Linked DNA regions of Urocitellus parryii: region 2 is linked to region 1. Evidence: chromatin contacts called from public Hi-C data. All regions are on one chromosome and are shown on one strand. The core of a region is the stretch at or near the end of the contact, and the rest is flanking DNA. Distances in the headings are between cores, read along the strand shown.

What was found. A called contact is a pair of places that touch in the nucleus more often than the background predicts.
Region 2: a contact with region 1 is called in a Hi-C map of muscle, with 8 times the contacts expected there. The contact joins the promoter of Zbtb41 here to the promoter of Ddx59 in region 1. A contact is called at or near these places in 2 of 2 Hi-C or Micro-C datasets (liver and muscle).

Annotation. Positions count from the first base shown.
Region 1 is chr9:117,104,343-117,109,343 of mUroPar1.hap1, reverse strand. Ddx59 (DEAD-box helicase 59) reads right to left here and starts at 3,750. Exons shown (of 7, transcript XM_026397151.2): 1 at 3,624-3,750; 2 at 1,512-2,308. The coding sequence starts at 2,297.
Region 2 is chr9:120,035,182-120,040,383 of mUroPar1.hap1, reverse strand. Zbtb41 (zinc finger and BTB domain containing 41) reads right to left here and starts at 2,367. Exons shown (of 12, transcript XM_026401501.2): 1 at 2,340-2,367; 2 at 478-1,711. The coding sequence starts at 1,594.

The sequences.
Region 1 (5,001 bases), core at 2,501-5,000:
AAGTTTTTTCTCAGCAAAAGAAACAATAAGAGAGATAAATAGGGAGCCTACATCCTGGGAACAAATCTTTACTCCACACACTTCAGATAGAGCCCTAATAACCAGAATATACAAAGAACTCAAAAAATTAGACAATAAGATAACAAATAACCCAATCAATAAATGGGCCAAGGACCTGAACAGACACTTCTCAGAGGAGGACATACAATCAATCAACAAGTACATGAAAAAATGCTCACCATCGCTAGCAGTCAGAGAAATGCAAATCAAAACTACCCTAAGATACCATCTCACTCCAGTAAGACTGGCAGCCATTAGGAAGTCAAACAACAATAAGTGCTGGAGAGGATGCGGGGAAAAGGGCACTCTTGTTCATTGCTGGTGGGACTGCAAATTGGTGCAGCCAATTTGGAAAGCAGTATGGAGATTTCTCGGAAAGCTGGGAATGGAACCACCATTTGACCCAGCTATTCCCCTTCTCGGTCTATTCCCTAAAGCCCTAACAAGAGCATGCTACAGGGACACTGCTACATCGATGTTCATAGCAGCTCAATTCACGATAGCAAGACTGTGGAACCAGCCTAGATGCCCTTCAATAGATGAATGGATAAAAAAAATGTGGCATTTATACACTATGGAGTATTACTCTGCATTAAAAAATGACAAAATTATAGAATTTGGAGGGAAATGGATGGCATTAGAGCAGATTATGCTAAGTGAAGCTAGTCAATCTTTAAAAAACAAATACCAAATGACTCCTTTGATATAAGGGGTGTAAACAAGGACAGGGTAGGGACGAAGAGCTTGAGAAGAATATTTACAGTAAACAGGGATGAGAGGTGGGAGGGAAAGGGAGTGAGAAGGGAAATTGCATGGAAATGGAAGGCGATCCTCAGGGTTATACAAAATGTCATATAAGAGGTAAGGAGGGGTAAGTCAAGAGAATACAAATGGAAGACATGATTTACAGTAGAAGGGGTAGAGAGAGAAAAGGGGAGGGGAGGGGAGGGGAGGGGAGGGGGGATAGTAGACAATAGGACAGACAGCAGAATACATCAGACACTAGAAAGGCAATATGTCAATCAATGGAAGGGTAACTGATGTGATACAGCAATTTGTATACGGGGTAAAAGCGGGAGTTCATAATCCACTTGAATCAAACCGTGTAATATGATGTATTAAGAACTATGTAATGTTATGAACGACCAATAAAAAAAAAAAAAAAAAGAGATAATCTGTTGAAAATACAGGTTTTGTAAATAATTTTTTAGACCTTCAATGCAGAGATCTTTGATTCAATTTAAAATGGAAAAATTCTCTAAAATTATGTTTTGCATATGAACTATAAGAAGCAAAATCAGGAGGAGCTCCAGTGGCTAAAGTTATAAATACCTAGTTTCAACTTGCATTTTTAAAATGGTTAAGAATGAAACATAAAAAAAAATTAAAAAGGATGAAACGGCAAATATGTCATTATTTTTAATAATAATACATGCAAACTCTATAAATACCTCAAATAAAGCTCGGATGATAACAGGAAGAAGAAAAGCAGCTGTTTTTCCTGAGCCAGTATCTGCACTGGCCAGAATGTCTCTCCCCAGAAGACCCACTGGAATCATCTGCATTTGGATGGGGGTTGGCACTTCATAGCCTGATTTCTTCAAGTTGTTATTTAAGGCCTCAGGGAAACCACAATGTTCAAACTCAATAATGGGCCTTGTGACTTCTTGCCCTTGAACTAAAATTCCTAGCTGCTGTTTAAGATTTTCAATCTGGTCCTCCTGAAGGTTCAAAATAAAGGGGTGTTCTTTGTAGACATAAACATCATCAAGTGGAGGAGGCTCTGGCTCAGAACCGGCTTTCTGCGGACTGCTCAGTTTTAATTTCTCATCCTTTTCCTTAACCTGGAGAAGATGTTTCGCTTTACACTCTAAGCTACACACATCTTCATCTGTCTTATCACAGATATACTCTCCATAACGGCCACAGACAACACAGACAGGCTCCCCAGGTTCTGCCCAGCGCTGTGTTTTGGAAAATGACTTCACAGGCTCTTCAGCACCCTGTTCAGGTCCTACCAAGCCTGCCTCAGCCAACTGGCCGGCAGGACTGGGAAAGGAGCCTGACTCGCTTCTGGGCCTATCTGGTGCAGTGGTTTCTTTTGTAACTAAAGCATCAACATCTCTGCCTTTGTCCAAATGAAGGTCTTCGGCTTCTGGCTTAATTTTCTTAGCAACACAACTTTTGATGTCATCATTAGCATTCCTCTTGATTTTGAGAGATCTTGGAACAAACATCCTTCAATATTCTGTTGAGAAAAGGGTAAGAAATATTTTACCCTCAATTCAGTTTACATATAAAGTACCACATGATTATGTGTCCCAAGGTTTTACCTCAAGGGAATAGTGAAGACGACATAGCATTACTTTACACCTAGCTTTTCTTCCATTTATCAGTTTCTTCTGGTTAAAAACAAAACCAAAAAAACAGTCTTTTCTTTACACACATGAGCAGTAGAAATACTGCACACATTGCTCAACCCAACCCTGGTGTGCCGAGTTTACTTCTATTCATTGATTACTTGCATTTTGAGTCAGATATTATAGAAATTCTAAAGTAAATACTTCTTTAATATTTTCACAAAGAAAACTGAAGGGATAATTCACAGTTAGAATCTTTAAAATCAAAACCACAAACCATAGAGAAAAATGTTGTTATTTTTAAGTAACATTTATGGACTGCTTATTTTGTACCAGTGTTTAGTGCCTCACCTAATCTTCACAATCATGTAAAGTAGGTTAGTGTGTAAAGTAAGTTAGTGTACATATTATATATATTATATTTTATATACCATATTGCAAAAATCACAATAACACGATATAGCATAGTAAAATCATATGTATATCAACGTGCATATAAATATTCATATATAAACACATTTTACACATAAACTCAGCCACCTAGAGATGAAGTTTATTTGTCCAAGCTCACACGTAAAATGCCTGAGGCCCAGCATTCTGGCTCCAGAACACAAGCTATTTTTTACAAAAAGAGCTTGCAAAATTATGTTTGTAAAATTACAGTAATTGGGAAAGATCACTCTTAATTAATTTAAGGACTATCTACTTATATTTTTTACTACTAATATTTTTCTTAAAAAAAAATTATTGGCATAAATTGCCAGATTCCATTTTCCGGGCCGGGGCAGGGGGAGAATAAAACGCAATGAGCGTCCAGAATGAACATTCTAACTCTCTGAAAGAGTAAAGGGGTGGTGGGTGGGGACAGCTCTAAGCGAACAAGGAATAGCTCAGAACACGAAGTCTTCAAATGACGAAATCGAACCGGCTCGGGCAGGGCAGGCAGCCTCGCGGCCTCCAGTTCTCGCCAACGCCCCCCGCACCCTGGCGCGTTCCCAGACCCTCCCCACAGGCGTCGCCTCCCACCTACACCCGGCGGCCGCGCACCCGGAGGCGCGCGTACGTCACGGCGCTGCTAGGAAACGCGACGGGCGGGGCGTCGGGTTCGGGACGGAGGCCTGGACTCCGCTCTGCAAGGGTGGAAAGGGAAACCGATTTGGGGGGCCCACACTGCTGCCGCGGCCTCTTGCCCCGGTTCCTCACCCTCGCGGACCGGAGGCCGCATCTGCTTCCTCTCCGGGCCGGCTCACCCTTTCAGGCGCTGGGCCGGGCGGGCTACAGACGAGGCCGAAATGCGGCCCGCACGATCCACCTCTCCGGGTTTTGGAAGGGGCCGGGCTCCTGCACGGCAGAGGGAAGGGGCGGGGCCTGGCGAGGAGGGGCGGGGCCGGGAAGCTCCGCGCTCTTTCTACGCCCCTCCCCGGCTCCCGCGGACTGTCAATCTCTGAGCCGAGCTGGAGCTGAGCAGGTTCTGTTTGGAGTGCCCAGTTTGGGAATCCTTTGGAGAGAATTTACGTAATCGAGTAGGCCGGGACTGGCGAAAAAGTCAGACCCGCGCGGAAAGACGCAAGAGGGTGGCGCTGGGGCCTGGCATACTTGGAAAGTGGGAAGTTTGAGCGTGACAGGGAGGGACAGAGGCCCCGTTCGGCCGGAAAGCGCCGTTCCGCCTTCAGCTGGCAAGAATAAGTTGAGAAAGAATAAGTTGAGAACAGTGCACTTAATGGGTAGCATTTAATATACCGAGTACTGTTTCAACCACCACCATACTCCACCTTAGCACCAAGAAAGAACCCAAAATGAGACAAAAAGGCACAGGCTACACACACATCAGGGTTCTTGGTCTCTGTGGGTTGCCTTTCTCTGCCTTCCCAGCCTCTGGAGCTCTCTCCCAGGAAACTAGTGGTTGAGAAGGGGAAGGTGGGGAAGAGGAGGGGAAGGAGGAAAGTAAAGGTTAATAACTTGGGGTGTATTCTTAAATATTTTCCCATCTAATATTTGATGTATACAAAATAATATATTTAACGAACACGTGAAATTTAAAACATACTAATAAAAAGAAAATCTGACCCAACCACATCATCAATATTTAGCACTTATTTCTGTATCTCCAGGGTTCTACTCCTTGCCTCTTCCTCCACCCCCATTATCAAGTTTTATTTGTAGGTTCTGCTTTCCATTTTTAGTAGATGCATTTTGGATGCATCTCTAAACTATTGTTTCATTTTCTTCTTGTAAGAAAATATAGTTAATATATAGATAGCCTTCCCAGATTTGCTTTTATTACTCAACTTTTGTTCCTCTGACTCATCAAAGTAGTTAAGGGTAATAGTAGAAATTTAATTTTCACTGCCTAGTTAAATGGGTGTTCTTTCCTGTCAGAAATGTATTCCGACATGATTATTTAAAAATGCACTCTTTAAAAGTTTCCCTGCTCTGGCACTGGGAGTTGAACCAAAGGCATTTCTAACCCTTTTATTTTTTTATTTTGAGGCTGGGTGGTGATAAATTGCTGAGGCCCTTAAACTTGCATCTAGCTACATTATTATTTCTATGTTGATAGCAATCACACTAAATGTATCTG
Region 2 (5,202 bases), core at 1,118-3,617, 2.9 Mb before region 1:
CAGTATAATTTTATTCTTCACTTTAGTCTAATTTAAAACATTCTAATTCTAAAAAACACTAGAAAGGTGACTATATTTATAATTTATCATCATGTACAAAGGGAAAACAGTAAACAAATTACTAAATATAATCCAATTACATTTTCTGTAATGACTCAAGTTAGCACTCATCTTCAAAACTGGAATATAAATCAAAGCTGTTCATGATAATTATTGATTCTCTGGTATCTTTCATATTAAATACATGAACTAATAATCTATTACCTATTAGGACATGACAAAGAAAAAATAAAGGGTAATATAAATACTTAACATGATTCCTGAATCACAACAAATTTAAAATAATAGGATAAAGTACACAGTGAAAAGAAAATTATCTTCCCTACTTAAGCACTCTTTATTTTCAAACTTCAGTTTCCAATTATTACCTTTAAATATCCATGTAAAGTAAGTGATAAGAAACAAAAGTTTTCTTACCTATTCGGTCAAATGTTTTATCACATTTAGGACACTGCAATATTTTTTTGTTACTGTTCTGAATGACTACTGGAGTTAACCCCTCGTGAATGCTTCCTACAGAATCACCAGCCTCGGGTTCCTCTTCTGCTTCATTATCTTTTTCACTTTGTTCTTCAATGTCAGAGTATTCATCTGACATTTCCTCCTCTAGTTCATCTTCTTCAGCATTATATTCACTTCCAGGATCCTCAGAATCATTTTTATCTGACTTTTCCTTATCAAAACTTTCTTGATTCAAATTGTCTGACCCATCACCACTTTCTTGTTCATCATCACTGGTATCATCAAACTTAACAGGGCACTTCCGATTCCTTTTTGATCTTCTTGCAGAAAAACTTCTCTCCAGCATTTTTAACCCATGTTTTTTCCCTAACAAAAGGGACCTATGAGTTTTAGCCAAATGATTTTCTAAAGACTTTTTGTAACAAAAATGTCTACTGCAGAATTTGCACTGATGATTATTTGATAATCTTCCAGTTAATTCATTTAGTGTTTCTTCTGGTGATGACTTTTCAGTTAGCTCTGATTGAAAAGCGGCAACATTTTCATTATTTAGCAGCTTTACTGCATCTATAATGTCCAAAAATTTTGCAGCCTCTAAAACAAGAGGTATTTCATATTTGTACACAAAAAATTCTGATGTGTAAAGAAATTCAAGCAAATGCTGAAAAACTGAATGTGTTACGTGATCCAGAGTGACAACATCAGTGCTTGGATTTTTGCTCAAACAGGCATGAAAATAACTACTGCCAACAGCAACAACTACTTTATGTGCACTAAATTCTTTTCCTTCTACTATGATAAGTAAATCACAGAAAGATGGTTGTTTCTGTCTATCATCATTTAAATACTTGAGCAAATTCTTATTATACTGCAAAGAACTCAAAAGCTTTCTCTGATCTGGAGAGGGAGGAAGTTCCTGATAACAGTGCAGAGCTTCAGTTGTAGGTCTCTCTGTAGAGTGAGTACAGGTCACTTGGTCACATTCCACTGCAACATTTCCTTCCGAAGAATCTTTATAGCCAAGATGGATCTTCTCGTCAAGATTTGAAGTAACCTTTCTCCTTTTCTTCATTGCAGTACAGCAATTTCAGAACAAGAAACTTCATAAGTGTCTTAAGAGATTCATAAAGGAAAACTAGATTGTCTTGGACAACAGCTTCTGGACAGGGGTGCCTGAGGGTTTCATGGTCTGCAAAAGTAAGAATCATGTAAAATAACTTCAGGCAAAGCAACCTTAAATCAGTCACAGGCATTTGTCAGCTCCTTCCTAAATTATAACTAAGTTACCATCAAGTCACACTCACATTCATTCGTGGCTAAGATTTTAGGGCGGAGAACAAGGAGGGCCAGGTTAGAAAAGACAGCCAACAAAAGAATAATGTTTAAAGGAAGCAAGAGCACACCTTCCAGGCCTGATTTACGAACAGGGTGGAAATAACTGGACAGAAGAGGGAGAGTTCTAAGATCCTTGACGATGGAGGTTGAAGGGGGCTGCAGTCATGTTTTGGGGGCGCTGAAATAGTGACAATAAGGCCGTCGCGGCCACGAAATCCGAGTCTTTCCATTAGCATGCTTTTTTATGCGGGGCAATGCACAGCTATTCACAGACCTAACGCGTCCCTCTCCCAAAACCACCCGGCAGGAGACGGCCCCAGAAGGGGCTCAGAGCAAGAAGAGTGGGGTCAAACACAGGGACGACTAAAATAAGCAAAAGAGCCTTTCAAGGCCCGGGCCAGGTGGAGAATGCGCTCGCCTACCAGAAACCCGTTACCCTTCCCACCCAGTATCCCTAGGCAAACGCCCCACAGATTCATTACCGGGAACCCAGGGCTCCCCCGCTGACTCCACTCTGGGCGCGCTCGCTCCAGCGCCTACCCACTTCCGGGTTCAGCCACCCACCTCACCCCCCTCCCCGCTGCTCCTTCCCCTCCCGGAGTCTCGCCGCCTCCAAACCACCGAACACGTCAACCGCGCGCGCAGCCTCCAAGCCGCCCAGAGCGACGGCGCGCGCCCCTGCGCGAACCAATGCGCACGCGCGCGCACCCTTCCTTACGCATGCTCCGTCGGTTCCTCTGCCGCTTTGGGAACACTGGTTACTCCCCTGATCCATTACTCCGGGTTTTCTTGGTGGCTGGGTGGCCTCGGGTGATTGAATCCTGCAAGCTTTGCTGCGGCAGGGGAACGGAAGACGGGAGGTTTGATAGCGACTTGGGAAGAAATTGGCAGAGGCGCAGTAGTACCGACGTATTTTATTCTCACTGGTGTGTTTAATAGTTTGTAACCAACCAAAGGGCGACCGCCGGAAGCCGGTCCCAGCACTCATGCTGGCAAACGTCTAACGAACCGAGATTGACTTCGCTTGGTTTTTTTCTGGATTTAAAGGGCAAGACTTAAATGCAGTTACTCCTAAGATTGCGGTTTTTAAAAAACTTTTTTTCCCCCCTGTACACAGGAAAAAGGCACATGTAAGTGTACAGCTGGTTAGAAAAGAAAGGAAGTCAAAAGGGGAAAATACCAAAGGACAACTTTGCTCTGAGGGAGCACCTGAGATTTCTGCATTTTTAATAAAGCCCCAGGTGGGCTGGTATTACTGGTCTGAGGGTCACTTTTTGATTAGTATAGTCCCAGACCTTGAGATTGTGCAGACGTAATGCAAGACAAAAGACCAAGACCAAAGGAAATGGGGGTCCCAACTCTTAACCCCTATCTACCCATCAAATATAGAGCTGAAAAGGCTACCCTCTGTGGAAGAACAGGTGGAGGAGTCTCCTACATAGAGGATGTGAGGAAATGACTAAGCTTTGGTCAAACACCCTTTAGGTGTTGTTCCGAAGTTATATTTTAGATGGTGGTTAACAGGCAATTCTGTACGCTGGAGTAGATGACCCTCTAGTAATACCAGTTGAAGCCTTCAAGAGCAAATTCAGGTTTGCCAAAGAAGCCATTTTCCCTAAGAATTCAACTTAGAAACCTTGCCTGGGTTTTCAGCCCAGGAGAATTCAGACTCAAGACTGAAATCTCATCTGGGTGAACTTCCAGCCTGTGGGGCCTGTCCTATGATTTTAAATTTTCTCTCTCACACAATCATGTGTGAATCAGTTCCTTCAAATAAGTTATATCTCTTCATCCTCTTGCTTCTGTTTTCCTGGAAAACCCTAACTAATCCATCAGCAATGAAAAAAAGAAAAATTAAAAACAATGCCAGGATATCCACATCCTTCAGGTGCCAGAAGTTTTTGTCAAGAGTGTGGGGAGAGATCAGAGACCAGAGGCAGGAGGTCAAGAAAAAGGGAATCTTCGCATACTAAAATTTCTTTCAGTGTCTTCCTTTTGCTGACCTGTCATGGTCTTATCCTTTAATAAACTGATTCCAAAGTTTATTTCTGATAATGAATATGTTTTCCTTCATTTATTCAATTGAAAATCAATAAAACAATGACCTTGTACCAGGAATGTGATATTTTCAATAAACTTCTTATAAACATGTTTTTAATATGAAATGCCTGGAACAAATATGAAATACCTGGAAATGAATTTAATTATATTTAACGTCCATACACAATTCTTTACAATTCTTTAATAGGAGTATTTTAGTTTTTCTCCCACTTTTTTCTGAATTTTCACAAGCCTTTAAAAATGTAAAAATTATTTTTATCTTGGGCTGCGATTGTGGCTCAGTGGTAGAGTATTTGCCTAGCATGTGTGAGGCACTGGGTACGATTCCCAGCACCACATTAAAAAAAAAAAAAAACTAAATAAAATAAAGGTATTGTGAACATCTACAACTAAGAATATTTTTTTAATTATTTTTATCTCAGAAACCATAACAAAGCAAGCCATGGGCTAAATTTGATACATTAAGGATAATTGTTTTCTGACCAACACTTCTAAAACACATCTTAGAGAAATAACCTAAATAACTGAAGAAATATCCTTAGTACCTCGTTCTGCTATAATAAAATACCACTGACTGAGTAATTTATAAACAATAGAAATTTGTTGTAGTTCTGCAGTCTGGAAAGTCAAGATCAAGGCACTGGCACTTAGTGTCTGGTAAGGGCTTTTTTCTTACATCCTCACATGACAGAAAAGGGGTGAGCACTGTCCTCAAGTAGAAGATAGTAGAAGGACAAAAATGGGCCTAAGTACCTTGCTTCAGGCCCCATTTTTTTTTTAGAATTTCAACTTTATACCATCTGATTTATAATTTTATTCACTATATCATTTTTTAATTTTTAAATTTGTTTTCGTTATACATGACAGTAGAATGCATTTATGCACTTTGATATATCATACATAGATGGGATATAATTTCTCATTTTTTTGAGTGTACATGTTGCAGAATCGCATTGGTCATGTAGTCACATATATACATACAGTAATAATGTCTGTTTCATTCTACTGTCTTTCCTATCCTCACATCCCCTCCTCTTCCCTCCCATCCCTTCCCTCTACCTAATCTAAGGTAACACATTCTTCCCTAGTGCCCCCCGCCTTATTGTGAATTGGCATCCACATATTAGAGAAAACATTCGGCCTTTGATTTTGTGGGATTGACTTATTTCGCTTAGCATGATATTCCCAAATCCAACCATTTACTGGCAAATTCCATAACTTTACTCTTCTTTAAAGCTGAGTAATATTCCACTGAGTATATATACTACATTTTCTTTATCCATT